Regions from separate parts of the Mus musculus genome. Here all the other regions are linked to region 1. The links are chromatin contacts, called in public Hi-C and HiChIP or PLAC-seq maps. All regions are on one chromosome and are shown on one strand. The core of a region is the stretch at or near the end of the contact, and the rest is flanking DNA. Distances in the headings are between cores, read along the strand shown. Region 1 holds the start of Ppp1r3g (protein phosphatase 1, regulatory subunit 3G). Region 2 holds the start of Eci2 (enoyl-Coenzyme A delta isomerase 2). Region 3 has its middle 29 kb from the start of Eci2. Region 4 holds the start of 4930529N20Rik (RIKEN cDNA 4930529N20 gene). Region 5 overlaps Gm46409 (a long non-coding RNA gene).

Region 1 (2,856 bases), core at 186-2,685:
GCCACTCCGTGAAAGTGTAGCGCACCGCCACTGCCCTGGGTCCGGGGCAACTGATCACTCGGCCAGAGCCGGTCACCTCGGCGCGGGGCGGCTGGGAGCACTGCACACGCTCCAGGCACACTCGCTGTCGCCGCAGACGCTCCTCCGCAGCGCGCAGCTCCGGGAGCTGGAAGTGGGGTCGGAGCCGGGCGCAGGGTACCAAGAGAGGATCAGGCATCGTTGCCACTGCCAGCAGCCCCCCGAGCTGCTGCAGGTCCTCGGCGCGCAGCGGGAAGCTGTGGAGACGGGAAAGTACGGCCGGGGGCACCTGAGGCTCCTCGGCCTCGCTGAAGTGCTTCACGCTGGCCAGGCTCAGTCCCAGGGAGTCGGCGAACTGCACGCGCTTCTTACACTTGGAGCAGCAGTCCCCAGCCGGCGCGCCACCCTCTGAGCTGGGCTGTCCCGCCTGCTGCCTCTGCTGCAGGAGCTTGGCCGCCTGCAGGATGGGGTCTGCGGGCAAAGAGAAGGAGCGCGCACGAGAGCGGCGATATTCCTGTAGCTCCTCCTGTTCCGGGAGAGCTGCCCCTTTCTGCGGCGACAGGGGCCGGTCCTGGAGCTGAGCATCAGGGATCGGGGTCTCAGAGGTGCCACTCTCCACGCAAAGGACCTCGGGGACCGACAGTTCCTCCGCGGATTGAGGGTCTCCGGAAGACGTAGAGCTGGACGCCTCGGATCTGTGTAGCTGTTCTCCCGAGGGATCCATGACAGTGTCCGATCCGGCCCCGGGTTTCGTCCTGCGGGAACCGCGGAGAGTCCTCTGGAAACTTTTATCTACTCCCGCAGCAGAAGGAGCGCATAGTGTCGGCTGGGCTTGCCTACCCTGGCAGAAAGCGGATTCGGCCTGGAACCTCCAGCTTTTAGCTGCTGCTGCCCGGGACCAAGAGGGAGGAGGATGCTGGCCTGCGGCTAGCTCCCAAGGGGAGGGCCAAGACAGGGAGGCGCGACAGCCAGAACACCTGAGAGCTACGTCCGTAGTGGAGACTAGGATTTCTGAAGGTCGTAGGCTAGCCGATAGCTTTGATCCACCCCGCGGCTGCTATGCGCGTCTGTATCCTCTGGGGTAGCTCTCAACTTTCAGAACTAGACAAAGTTTTCCAGCCTGTGAAGTTATTCTTCCGGAGGAGACGTCCTGGCTGTCACTGGCCTAGGGAATCCGCGATACAAGAATGTCATTAAGGCAAGCAATCGAGCGAAGTGCATCCCTTCCCTTTCATCCTGTATCCCCGAAACCGCTCGAGTCCCAGGTCGCATCTGTGTAGTTGTGCCCCTCAGTGGTTCTAAAAGCTGGAAGGCCGAAGCTACAGCTTCCACCTACTTACCTGGTGACCTTGCTGCTGCGCTTGAGCAGGGGACAGAGCAGGAACCCACCGGGAGCTCACTAGGCAGGCAGACAAGAGCACCCGGTGGCCATTGGCGCCTAGCACTAGAGCACGTCAAGGTCCTCCCGCCCCACCCCCACCCCCCTGTCCTCAAAGAAGAGGGCTGGCACCTCCCTCCATGGCTAAGCGCCTTCCTTCAGACTTGAAGGCATTCATTCCCCCCTCTCGCTTAGCCTGCGCCTGGCCTGCAACTGCCACCTCTCCTCCGCAAGGATCCCAGACCCTCTAAGGCTCAGTCAGGCCTTCTGGGGGTTGCCGGTCAAAACCCAATTGCCAGAAGACTAATGGAAGAACATCTCACTATATCCTGGCACTGGATACTTCCTTAAGTGTTGTATTGTGCCTTTGCCTTCCAGCTAACTTTGCCTTGATCAAGCTTCAACTGATAACTTCATCACCAAATGTCATGCCCACCTCCCATTCCCCCACCCCACCCCTCATATCTGATTCAGGGTGTCCCAGGCAGTTCTGAGAGAATTTCTAACAGGGAGATGCTGAGGACAGGCTCTGGGGACCACCGTTTAGGAGTGACTAACTGCCTCACCATGGCTGTGTGTATACTTACTTACACAAAAAAATTGGGGTTTTAGAAATATTGGTCCACAAATCAAGGAACAAAAAGCAAAGCTAATTTTCCCAGGCTTTTAAACTGGGCACGGTATAGCAGAATTTAAGGAGTCATCAATAGTTACTGATTTTAGTATCTATTGAGGACTCACAGGCTGCTCATCCCTCCCCAAGGCTGAGGGCCCCTCCCATGTGATCTTATGTGCACAAAACTTCATCACTCCAACTCAATGTAGCACACAAAGGATGGGAACATCTGTTCAGGTCCCAGAGCTGAGCTAAGGTCAGGTTTGACCCCAGGAAGTTGGAAAATTATTTTTATGGCCAAAGACCCTGAGCTAGAGAGGAATTTTTAGGAACAGGCCCCTCAGTCCCTTGGCTGGGACTTTCTAGTCATTAAGTGTCCAGTACAGTGTCCATATCTACATACTGAATCTGACAGTATGGGACTCCCAATCCAGATCTACCTAGAGTGCCCCCACCTCCAGCATCTACAAAATCTACAGCACAGGACACTTTTTTTTTAACGTGTAGATAGACATTGATATATTGTGATAATAAGTATAATGTTCACAAACTAGTTTGTTTCTTTGATTTTTTGAGACAGGGTTTTTCTGTGTATAGGGCTGGCTATCTTGGAATTCACTCTGTAGTCCATGCTGGCCTCAAACTCACAGAGATCTGCCTGCCTCTGCCTGAGATTAAAGGCGCACACCACCCCTGCCCAGCCTCAGACTAGTTTAAAAATGAACTAGGAACTTCAAAGAGATTTTGAGGTTGGAGTGAATTGTCTCCCTCACTTGGACAGATTCTCACACCCAGACAGTACCTTGTCTACTGCCAATGTTTTGATTCCCAGGTGAGTATCCAA
Region 2 (2,856 bases), core at 251-2,750, 970 kb after region 1:
ATAAATAAAAACAAGCACTCTGGTTGGCATCTCCATCCATCATAGGTTCCATGGCACCGTCTCAAGAAACATCTCCCAGAATACTGAGCAGACCCTGTGAAGTAGAACCCCCAAGATTCAGTTTCACTGGGAACATTTCCTGGCTCTTGTGACCACCAGGCCTGGGTGTCTGTATCAAATCCCTTCTTAGACAGCACTGCTCACGTGCAGTCAAGCCTCTAAGGTAGGACCTAATTGACCCACACACCTCCTTCTCCAAGGTCTTTATAAGAACCAGGAGTGGAGATTCGAACTCTGGTGAGATCTTGAGGAGGATTCTGCCATTCTCACTCTAGTACAGAAACAAAACTCTCAGAGACATGCCCGGGCATCTTGACTGCACTGTAAAGTAGATCAAAAGCATACCCAATGGCTCTTTTTAAAAAAATGTATTTGTTGTAACTTTTTTGTTTTACTTTGTCTATTTATTTAACTGTCGTTATGTAATTGGTTTTGCATACTGGTATTATGCATACCATCTGTGTGTCTGAGGGCTGTTTAGGTCATAAAATGTGTCTGTCCCCTTGGAACTGGAGTTATGAATGGTTATGACCCACCCTGTAGATTCAGAGAAACCAAACCCGGGCTTTCTGCAAGAGCCACGACTGTTCTCAAATAGCCTAGTCAATTCTCTAGCTCTACCAATTAGCTCTTCCGTGGCTCTCTATTACTCTTAGCACAGAACATATATATATTCATATCAAGAATTTTATCTACGTGCAAAGAGGATCATTTGAGTCGGCAGGGAGGTCTAGGACTCACTATGAAGGTACTTTACAATGCTAGTTCCAGGTCTCACACACTACAAGAGCTTCTTAACGTGGGCGCAGTGATCCTCAAGCTCAACTAATACTCTGCTCAGTGTGGTTCCCTTTCCTTGCGAACTGCCCCACCCCCACCCCAATCTTCAGCCAGACGTGGTGTTTACTGGAGGTGGCCTCTGCTAAGCATGAGAATCACCTTAGGGGCAAACGCCTACATTAATGAAGCTTATACCGTTTCATGTTCAGCTTAAACTTAATTGTGCAAGATAAGCATATCCAGGAGCACTCTTGTCCATATAATCTTTTAAACATAATGTTCCATGACCTTAGACTGAACGTGCTCAGGAGCGTGCTCCTAACTAAACATTCTGGGAGCTGTCCGGTTTGTAAATAAATATGCTTAGGCTCTCTGATTAATATTCCGAAGAACACAGTGAACCGCCTCCGTACCCTGTCCCTCTTTGCCAGATCTTGTGCCAATCACCTTTGTACGGAGTTGGACCTGGGCCAGGCATTCTAGGCTCCTCCTCGAAACCCGCCCATTCTCAACTCTGAAGGAGTCGCTAGTCGCACCCCTGCCCAGGGCTCACATCCAAGATTATCTCCGCCAGTCTTTTTGTCCCCGGGTCCTTTCACAGGCCGAGCTCACATCCTGGCCCCGCCCCTGAACCCTGGCCCCACCCACGCCCGGAGCGCACCTCTGGCTCCGCCCCTTCCCGGTCTTGCCCTGCAGTTTCTGCTGGGCCTAAGCCTCCGGGCTCAGTTTGACCACAGTATCTAGCTATGGCGGCAGTGACCTGGAGTCGGGCTCGATGCTGGTGTCCGAGGTAAGCTTGCAGCCTCGACTCTCCGGCCCAAAGTCGCCAGCGGGAATTTTCGCCCGCCCACGGAGCCGCCCGCTTTGTCATCTGGCCTGGCTAGCGAGACAGCAGGATATTACTTTGACGATTTCCCAGCGAGAGAGCTCTAAAGAGTGACCTCGAAGGTTCTTCCTCTGCTGAGTCCCAAAGGGTAAGGATGGACGCGCTCCGGTCGCCTCCGTCGGTGCTTGGGTCCCCGGGGCACCCAGGCCTCCAGGCCCAGCCCGGGACTTCCTAGGGCACGCACGCAGTGCCTTGGCTAAGATGACACTTTGTCCAATATTGCTAGTTAGCTCTGAGCGCTGCTGAACCAGTGTGGGGTTTCAAGCAGTAAGCTCACTTTGTTCAGAGAAGTGGCTGGAGAGAGTGCTCCATAAGTAATAACCCAAAGAACTATGGAGCAAAGTGAACCGCTGTGTGACTTTCTCAAAAGGCAAAACTTACCCTCCATTTGAATGAGCGTGCAATAAGCGTCAGTGGGAAGTTGCTTACTTAGGGAAACTGTTGGGGTTTTTGTTGTTGTTGTTGTTTTTGTTTGTTTGTTTGTTTGTTTTTCGAGACAGGGTTTCTCTGTATAGCCTTGGATATCCTGGAGCTCACTTTGTAGACCAGGCTGGCCTTGAACTCAGAAATCCGCCTGCCTCTGTTGTAGATGCATGCTGTTCTGATCAACATGAGTTGGAGCCAATCAGTAATCCTGTTGCTGCAGAAATAAAAGGGCAAGGAACAAACAGAAACCACTATTTGTAGTGTCCTGCAGGTCTTCAGATTACAAGTGGCTAAACTGCACTTGGGCAGACCAACAATGAGAGCCAGTCAGCAGGACTTTGAAAATGCATTGAACCAGGTGAAACTCTTGAAGAAGGACCCGGGAAACGAAGTGAAGCTAAGACTCTATGCACTGTACAAGCAGGTAATAGACTGAGCTCTGTTGTAACTTAAACGCATTTTGAGCAAATGATTCCTGAATTTGATACGTTTCTGATACGTTTCTAACACTGTTTCTAACATTCCGGTTGCATGGCTGGCTCCCCTTTGGGGTGTATGTATGCAGGCTTTATTTTGTTTTGTTTTTCATATTAGGCCTTTATATGCTATTAAAGCACAGAGTAGCCTCCTCTGCTTCTCTCCAGAATAAAGAGATTTGGAAGATACACCATTTATATTCACATGTTTGGAGCCTGCTTGAGCCC
Region 3 (2,856 bases), core at 200-2,699, 940 kb after region 1:
AGTCAGCTATTGGATGGGTCACACGGCCCCCAATGGAGGAGCTAGAGAAAGTACCCAAGGAGCTAAAGGGAACTGCAACCCTATAGGTGGAACAACAATATGAACTAACCAGTACCCCGGAGCTCTTGTCTCTAGCTGCATATGTATCAAAAGATGGCCTAGTCAGCCATCACTGGAAAGAGAGGCCCTTTGGACTTGCAAACTTTATATGCCCCAGTACAGGGGAACGCCAGGGCCAAAAAGGGGGAGTGGGTGGGTAGGGGATTGGGGGGGTGGGTATGGGGGACTTTTGGGATAGCATTGGAAATGTAAATGAGGAAAATACCTAATGAAAAAAGAAAAAGAAAAGAAAACAATATAGCCACTCTTACAACACCTTTGGACTTCCCATATGCATAGCTTTAATTTTAAATGAATGACTCTGACCCAGAAGTAACTAAGCTACCATGCGCACGTGCCTCTGTCTGTGTGTGTGTGTGTGTGTGTGTGTGTAAGCACGCGCGTGCACGTGCGTTGGGGTAATTATTTGTTGAATGCAGCCAACAAGTTTTAAATTTTAAAAAAACAAAAAGAAAAATACAAATATCCTATTAATATTGGAAACAACAAGTGACTAGAGGAAGAGGTTTTAAGTACTATTTTGGGTCAGCTGGGGTTAGTTAGTAAAGTAATTCTTCCCTTGTAAAATCTGTTAAATATTCTGAGAAAAAAAATTCTCATTCCTTTTCCATACCATGTTTCATGTTCTATACAGTAAGTACAGAGCAAAGCCCTTTGTTACAGACAATGGGAACAGACAGACACTACACAGACACACACACCCCAGGCAGACAATAGCCTATAGACCACAGGTGACATACAGAAGAAAAGCATAGGCAAAAAGGTGAATAATTCAAATTTGGCCTGACTCTTGCTCAAAACTGCTCCAAGAGGAAGACTTTTTTATTTCTTAGTTCAGTATCAATGAAGAAAATGTCAGGGATTTTAGTGGAACCTACCCATAGCACCCTATATACTTTAAATAGTCCATGCATTAGCTATAACACTGTGTGTGTGTGTGTGTGTGTGTGTGTGTGTGTGTGTGTGTGTATGTAGTGTCTGTCTGTTCCTATTGCGCGTGGTATTATATGTATATGTGGTATTACACACACACATATATATATATATATATATATACACATATATATATATATGCACACATATATATGTGTGTGTATATGTATGTGTGTGTGTGTGTGTGTGTATGGTATATATGGTATAAGAGAGATATACCATACAAATATTCTATAGATTGTATTGGTTGGGGACTAATGAAGAGAAAAGAGTATGTACATGTTTAGTACAGGCCTGATTTCTATTTCACAAGTGTTTTTGATCTGTGGTTGGTTGGGTCCACAGGTACAGACCCACGAAATGGAAATAGCCCAGCTGGTGTTTGTTTACTTACTGTATTTGGAAATGATTCACCAGTGGCCAGTTAGGGGTGTTTCCAGGACAGGGCAGGATGAACAATAGACTAGAAGACAACCAAAGTTTCTTCTAGGCCTTGGATGCCATTTTTATAAACACAGCAGTTGCAGTAGCCTGGCCCCACCACTCACAATGCTTCCCTGGGGCCAGTCCTACCTGAGCCTCAGATCACACCAGGCAGCCTTGGGCTAGAAAAGCTGCCTCACCTGATCCTTTCTCTGTTCTCCTCACTGCTCTGTGCTTCCCTCAGGCCTTTGCCCCACAGTGACTTCACATTAATAGAGAACTTAATACATCAAGGTCTGCCTCCTAGTCTTCCCTGAGATCCAGTGTGACTAGGCAACATCTCTTCCCTAGGACCTCACCCATAGTCAGAGCTTAGTTACTACATGAACGTCTACTTTGGGTCCATTGCTTTTCACGACTGGAAGTTTTCTGAAGACCTGGTGTTTCCATGTCCATTTCACATTTCATTGAGCTAGTCCTGGCTTTCTGCAGTTCACCTAAGTGGCCAGTGATCAGTCCTTTGAGAAATCCTCCTTCCAGAAAAATTGACACTCCAAGACCTTTCAAGACTTCTCTTGAACTTGTTCATTCTGCTGTAATGCCAATGTCTCTGGCTACCACTGCTACAGAAATAATATATCTATCCAGTGAGATATCACTCTACACACCTAGAAATTAAAACAGAAATATTTCTACTAAAAAAAAGCATATAGCCAGCTGTGGCTTGTGCCTGAAGAAGATTCAGGCTCAAACAGCAGACTTTTACTAATTTATATGCACGTGCACTGCCATCCTTAAATCTCTTTTAAGCCCGTGCCCCAGATTATACTTTGCACAATTTAAGCAAAGGTAAAGATACTCTAAGTCTAGTGACTTGGGCGGTCATTTACAAAGCAAAGACAGCTGTAATTAGAATACTTAAGTTCACCAGCATTGGTTTTGTTGTTGTTGTTGTTTTGGTTTTTTTTTTTTTTCTCCCACAGCTGTTACCTAGAGTCATCTTGCTCACCTGGCAGAATTATGTTTTTAGTAAGAGCACAGGATGACAGATGCCATTCAGGAGGCACTGTAGTGGGCAAATGAGCTTCTTGGGTGACAGCCCACTGTATTGGGCAATTTTCCTGCAGATCAATAGGAAGATGAACTTTTATAAACTAATATTGTTAAGATGAGTAATTATTTTTTCAGAATTTCTGGTTTGATTTAAATAGTTTTAGGAAGCTAGGGTAATTGGTAAAATATTTAAGAAGGTGGCTTAAGTTATAACAAAGTTAGAATTGAGAATAGAATGTGCCCCCTCCCTTATAGTGAGGGCTGCATATGTTACAAAAGGAGGACAGTGGGCCTTCATGAATTACAAGCACATATTGTACTTGAAAG
Region 4 (2,856 bases), core at 200-2,699, 800 kb after region 1:
TTGAAAGCCCTATTAAACTCCTGACAATTTCTAATTGAGAGCATCAATGGATAAATGGAGACTTGAACTCAGCTAGAAAAGATGATGCAGGGAAAATAAGATGAATCACATGAAGATGCCCTCTTGTTTCCAGAGATGTTTATAATCTGAGTGTAAATAGGACCATTGAGAAGGGATTTATTGCTTTTCCCCACCAGAAAGGCAGTGGGAGCTGTAAACTAAAGAGTAACACCTGAATCAAAGCAGTCAATGAAGCCTTAGGTGTCAGCTTCCAACAGCAAGTCCAGACGCTCTCAACTGAGCAGACTCTGGCCCTCACAACAAGCCGTTAGGAACGACCCAAACACTTTCACATTTTCTTCCTTTTTCCTGTGTGTATGTAGATTAAGTGGTAAATATAAGAACTGTAGAATATATATGTATGTGTCTCTGTGTGTGTGTGTATTGTATGTGACTGTGTGCATGTGCATACCTATGTATGCACGCACATCTATGTAGAGATGTGTACATGTGAAAGCCAGAGGTCTATATCACGTCTCTTCTGCTATCCATTGTCCTCTTGCAATTTTGGGATACAGTATCTCACTGAACCTGGAACTCACTGACTTGTGTAAATCAGTGGTTCTCAACCTGTGGGTTTTGAATACTTTAGGGATCAAAGAACCCTTTCACAAGGGTCACATATCGGCTTGCAGATCAGATATCTATATTATGATTCATAACAGTCAGGAAATTACAGTTATGAGGTAGCAACACAATAATTTTATGGTTCCACAACATGAGGAACTGTAGTAAAGGGTCACAGCATGAGGAAGGTCAGAAACCACTAGGCTGAACTGTCTGACCAGCTAGACCCCAGGACCTTTCTCTCTGTGCCTCCCGAACACTGGCAATTGCAGGCACACCACTGCTACTTTATCCCAGCTGATCACCTGCATTCTAGGATCTGAATTCAGGTTCTTGTGCTTGCACAGCAAGCAATTTTACGAACTGAGCCGTCTCCCCAGATCTGCTTTCACCATTTCCAATGTTTTATTTCATGATTTCCCATCATAACAAACACAGCGTGAGTGCCATTCACCCTTTTGTTGATGACCCAGCGCTGTCATACAGAAAAAGTGTTCAGCTGGCTTCTCTCTCTGCTGGTTCCACTTTCTGGGATTTTTATTTACCCAAGATTAGGCTCTGTCTGAAATTGCTAAACGGAAACTATGAGAAACAGTTCATACATTTAAAATGCCGTGCCAATCTTAGAAGCATGGTAAAAATCTCACACTGTCCTGTTCCCATCCAAGATAAGAGACATCCCTTTGCCCAGTGTAGCCACCATTAGTCACCTCAGCTATCACATCATTTGTCATGATGTCACAATGCTTGCACACATATAACCATGATTTTCTTCATAATGGTCCCAAAGGACAAGAGGAATGATGCAGAGGTGTTACGGCACACAATGTGGAAGAACAGATTAACACTGGGTCTGTGGTTGCTCTGTAGTAGCCCACATAGGAGTAAGTACTGTCTGTAGTAAGGCATCCACTGAGAATACTGGACCATGTCACTCCTAGAGAAAGCAGGAATGTATTCAGTTAGGGCAAAGTGAAGAGAAGATGATCCCAGGTGCTTCTGGGATGCTGCATGCTAAGAGCTGTTTGCTCTCTTTCAGCTAGTCATCTATCAGCCTATCAACCTTATACTTTGTAGTCCTAGGGTGTGTTTGCTCTACTGAGCTCATAGAGGGGCTTGCTGAAGTGGTGGAGATGTGTTCACTACTGAAGCCCTACACTATTGTTTATTTTACTCAAGGTCCTTTAGACTGTGCTCAGACATGAATTCTTGTCAAGGAACAAATAGTAATTGCAATGTATCAGCATTTGTTCACAAAGCCGCACAGCTGTCACTCGAGATCAGACGTCACCACCTGTTGATCGCAGCAAGTACAAGTGTCGACCTTTGTCATTCTTGTCCTTCTGCCTCTTGCAGCCACTCTGTCCAGCTCTTCTGGAGTACTCACAGCAAGCTCTCCTTCATAGACTCTGAGTTATAACTTTGTGCATTGTGTTTGTTTGGTTTAAGAGTTATGTCTCTAACTAAATTCTCAGCCCAGAAGAGATGTCTTAATTTCTCACTGTCACCGCAAGCCGTGCATGCTGGGAATGTTTGTTGATGACGTAAGATTTAGCTGTATTCCCCTGGCCAGTATTTAACCCATGCTCTGGTCCAAGTTTCACCATCTGGTGCTGCTCCCAAGCTGTGGTCCAGAGTTACTCAGGCTCTGTCTGGGCTCCAGCACATTGAGATGCTCCTATTTTTATTGTGTTCCTCTCTTCTTCCCCAGCTCATGAACACTCTGGGGAAAGCCATTCATGATAAATTAAATAGCTTCCCACCCTCCAAGTACCACAGCAAGCTGCCAACACCAGTTTAAATTTCTATCCCAGGGATATTCTGAGACCTTGACAAATCACAGGGAGTGCTCAGCTTCCCTCCCATAGGCCTGTCTGAAGCCAGAGTCTCTGACTTCAGCAGCATAGGCTATACCTAGAGACCTCACCAAGACAGAGTTGCTAAGTTTCTCTCTCAGAGTCCTCTTGAGGTCTGGAGTAACAATTCCAAATTGGTATGCTTATCATATTTCCAGGTAATATAGGTAGATGTTGCGGGTCTAGGTACCCCAATTTTAAGACTCAATGCTCATTTGATCCCAGGGGCCATGCTCTCTCCACCAAGTTCATAATGTCCTGTTATAGAATATTGAAATGTCAATCCTCTACTCTCGAGTACTTCCTAGCTATCTGCTTGCACCTCTGCAAGCCGAAGTGACTCTTTCAAACACACTGGATCTCATTCATCAGC
Region 5 (2,856 bases), core at 157-2,656, 650 kb before region 1:
GAAGAGGAGGAGGAGGAAGAGGAAGACAAGAGGGGAAAGGAGGAGGAGGAGGAAGAGAAGAAGAATAAGAAAAAGAAGGAGGAGGAGAAGGAGAAGGAGAAGGAGAAGAAGAAGAAGAAGGGCATTTGCATTCTCAGCAAGGAACATGGCCTGAAAGAAGATGTAAATCCAAAAACACCAACCTTAGCCTTGCCAGAACAATAAAAACCTCGTTCTCTTCTGAACTCTTTGCAAATCATTTCCATCTCTTTAAAGTATAATGGGCACGACTGTGCTGAGGATTGTATACCATAAAATTTCTATTTAATTGTTTCCAAATGTTAAAGGATCTTTATCATTTACTTGTAATTGTTCATCTTAATGAGGTTCAGTGTAATATTTTCATACATGCATACAAGCATCCAATCTTCCTTTTTCCACCCAATGTTTTCCCATCCTTATTAATTTCATTTCATCCTTATTAAGTTCTAACATTGACATATGAGAGAGCATGCTGTACTTGTCTTTCTATGTCTGGCTTATTTCACTTAACATAACGTCCTCTGGGCTACCCACTTTGTTATAAATGACAAGATGTCATTCTTCTTAATGGTTCAATATGTCTGTGTGTGTGTGTGTGTGTGTGTGTGTGTGTGTGTGTGTGTGTGTGTGTGTGTGTGTGTTTCTGGTAACTTTCTTTATCCATACATACATTTGACATGCACATAAGTTGACTCAAGATTGTAGCTGTGGTGAAGTATCTCAATAAACCTAGGCAATTAGATCTTTTATACACCAATAGATACTTTTCTCATTAAAAGAAGCCATGGTATTTTTTGCAATGAGTAACATTTTATCCAAGTTTTTGATATAGATTTGTCTCTTCTATATTTCAAGATATGTATGCTATATTCATCTGGATACACTCACAACAGTAGAATATAACACCCATAGCTAAACACCCTAGAATTTCATGAAAGAATGCCCATGTTATGGTTCATTAGTATCTCTACATACTTTGTAGTTGTGTTATCACATACTCAGACCTACCCATACACACACACATACTCACCTACCCACTCACACTTGTACCCATACACACATATACACACATACACACATACATATATATATACACACAACAATATACATACATACATACATGCATATACCCATATACACATACTGAAAGAACCTGACAGAATGAAAATTCATGAAAGCCTCTAGACCGGCATGGACCTCACTATTGACAAGTAAAAGTTTAACTTGCTCCATTGATTTAGAGAATGTTTATGCACAAAGTTCTGACCGTTCTTAGAACTCATGTGTTTGCCAATGTTCTGACCGTCCTTTAACCCGTGTATTTACCAACCACTGTAGCCCTCTGCCAAGTGATTGTAATCTGCTTGCTTGGCTGAAATCGGAAAATTTCCACAGCAACTTCAGATAAGGCCAATCCTGAGTTGCCCCACATATCAGCTGATAGCCAATAGAGTTGCATCACCCCTGCACCTGCACACGACTCCTTCCTTGTACCCCTCCCATACCTATTTCTTGTGAAATCACCTTAAATTAGGAATTGTTTATCTAAAGACATGTGATTTAGAAATCCCCTACTTTCCCCCTCCTCCTTTCTCCCTTGAGGGCCCATAAAAGGAGGGCCCCATTTCACTTCTGGGTAGACTCCTCTACCCCTGTGTGAGATACGAGTCGTCCCCAAAGCTCTGGCTTTCCCCGAATAAAGCCTCGTGTGATCTGAATCAAGCTTGATCTCTTGTTAGTTCCTGGGGGTCCGCAGCTATCCAGAGACTTGAGTGGGGGTCTCCCTTTGGGGGTCTTTCAACACCTATACATGCACACCCATTTACACACACACACACACACACACACACACACACACACACATACATGCCTGCACACACACTACACAGTTCTAAGGTGTTCCATTAAAACATGTGCTAATAGGACTAAAAATATGAGCTACTTGTATCAAGAATCATGGAAGTTCTAGAATAACAAAATAACTGCAGGTACAGCAACATCATTTATCAGGCAAGTGTGCCAGATGCTTAGATGCTCATCTATGACCTTATCAGCAATAGCTGTAATGAAGGCAGAATAGTGTTGTCCGTTGCATTTTACTGATAAGAAATAAAAGCCAGTCAGGTGTTGTGGTACACACCTTTAATCCCAGAAAGCACAGGCAGGCAGATCATTGACTTTGAGGCCAGTCTGGTCTACAGAACAAGTTCCAGGACAGCTAAAGCTACAGAGACCATGTCGTAAAAGAAGCCAAAGGGCGTAAACAATTTTTGGAAGGTCAGCCATCTTCAAAGTGGTACAATCAGGGCTTGAACCTAGGGCTGCATGCAACTGTGACCTCAGCTAGTTCAGATATGATCAGGCATCCAACCAAGTGCCAGTGATATCTCTTCCATCCAATTAAATGATACAGTCCTGTGTTCATTACCATGACTATCAGGTCCACTATCCCTAAGATAGCAATTCAATAGAACTAGCTCAGTGCCCAGGGATCCGCATTGAAGAGTTGGAGGCACATCATAGTTTGAGCATCCGCACATGGTCTAGTAAATGTAGTGAGGATTTCTTCTTTTAATTCCATCATGCAGGTGAAGAGCGCATCCCTGTGTGGGCATGAATGAGTTTGACTTGGGATCATCTAAGAGAAGAAAGATTAATTCAAATCCTCTCTGCCAGTCTCAGCTGAGCAGCTCTTTGGGAGGCTAGCTTAATTAAGCTGCATTATTATGGAGAAAGCCAAACAGTCAGAGAAAAATCCTGATATTAGTTATCTGCCTTGTGACTGAAGGGCTACTAAATGAAGTTTGAAGTCTGTTGACATCTCAAAGCATGGGT

The links. Hi-C and Micro-C count contacts between places; a contact is called where the count stands out from the background. HiChIP or PLAC-seq counts read pairs in DNA pulled down with a chosen protein or histone mark.
Region 2: a contact with region 1 is called in an H3K27ac HiChIP or PLAC-seq map of cardiomyocytes, with 7 times the contacts expected there. The contact joins the promoter of Eci2 here to the promoter of Ppp1r3g in region 1. A contact is called at or near these places in 6 of 115 datasets of contacts at active chromatin or transcription factors (cardiomyocytes, embryonic basal ganglia, embryonic limb bud and 3 more) and 2 of 9 other capture datasets (embryonic stem cells and macrophages).
Region 3: a contact with region 1 is called in an H3K27ac HiChIP or PLAC-seq map of hepatocytes, with 10 times the contacts expected there. The contact joins the enhancer-like site here to the promoter of Ppp1r3g in region 1. A contact is called at or near these places in 7 of 39 promoter capture datasets (3T3-L1-derived adipocytes, HPC-7-derived erythroid cells, cranial neural crest and 3 more), 3 of 484 Hi-C or Micro-C datasets (brown adipocytes, nephron progenitors and stem cell-derived neural progenitor cells), 7 of 115 datasets of contacts at active chromatin or transcription factors (bone marrow-derived macrophages, embryonic limb bud, embryonic stem cells and 3 more) and 2 of 9 other capture datasets (liver and macrophages).
Region 4: an HNF4G HiChIP or PLAC-seq map of pancreatic cancer cells shows a contact between it and region 1, with 7 times the contacts expected there. The contact joins the promoter of 4930529N20Rik here to the promoter of Ppp1r3g in region 1. A contact is called at or near these places in 1 of 484 Hi-C or Micro-C datasets (macrophages), 3 of 115 datasets of contacts at active chromatin or transcription factors (embryonic stem cells, pancreatic cancer cells and stem cell-derived neural progenitor cells) and 1 of 9 other capture datasets (macrophages).
Region 5: a Hi-C map of liver shows a contact between it and region 1, with 5 times the contacts expected there. The contact joins the enhancer-like site here to the promoter of Ppp1r3g in region 1. A contact is called at or near these places in 1 of 484 Hi-C or Micro-C datasets (liver), 4 of 115 datasets of contacts at active chromatin or transcription factors (bone marrow-derived macrophages, embryonic stem cells and stem cell-derived neural progenitor cells) and 2 of 9 other capture datasets (embryonic stem cells and liver).

The regions. Positions count from the first base shown.
Region 1 is chr13:35,966,485-35,969,340 of GRCm38.p6, reverse strand. It overlaps Ppp1r3g (protein phosphatase 1, regulatory subunit 3G), which reads right to left and starts at 1,435. Exons shown (of 2, transcript NM_029628.1): 1 at 1,359-1,435; 2 at 1-1,183. The coding sequence starts at 742.
Region 2 is chr13:34,992,788-34,995,643 of GRCm38.p6, reverse strand. Eci2 (enoyl-Coenzyme A delta isomerase 2) reads left to right here and starts at 1,500. Exons shown (of 10, transcript NM_001110331.1): 1 at 1,500-1,630; 2 at 2,414-2,576. The coding sequence starts at 1,587.
Region 3 is chr13:35,022,159-35,025,014 of GRCm38.p6, reverse strand. It overlaps a transcript of Eci2 not described here. Among named protein-coding and RNA genes, the nearest start is that of Eci2, 29 kb to the right of the region's middle. Within about 2 kb of position 1,449, at least 4 of the 459 cell types and tissues checked have an H3K27ac peak or open chromatin away from gene starts, as enhancers often do. A contact at or near this core is called in hepatocytes and liver, where this site is marked.
Region 4 is chr13:35,166,397-35,169,252 of GRCm38.p6, reverse strand. It overlaps 4930529N20Rik (RIKEN cDNA 4930529N20 gene), which reads left to right and starts at 1,449. Exons shown (of 2, transcript NR_153831.1): 1 at 1,449-1,511; 2 at 1,807-2,107.
Region 5 is chr13:36,619,736-36,622,591 of GRCm38.p6, reverse strand. The region is part of intron 1 of Gm46409 (a long non-coding RNA gene); the gene reads right to left. Among named protein-coding and RNA genes, the nearest start is that of Gm46409, 8.3 kb to the right of the region's middle. Within about 2 kb of position 1,406, at least 13 of the 459 cell types and tissues checked have an H3K27ac peak or open chromatin away from gene starts, as enhancers often do. A contact at or near this core is called in liver, where this site is marked.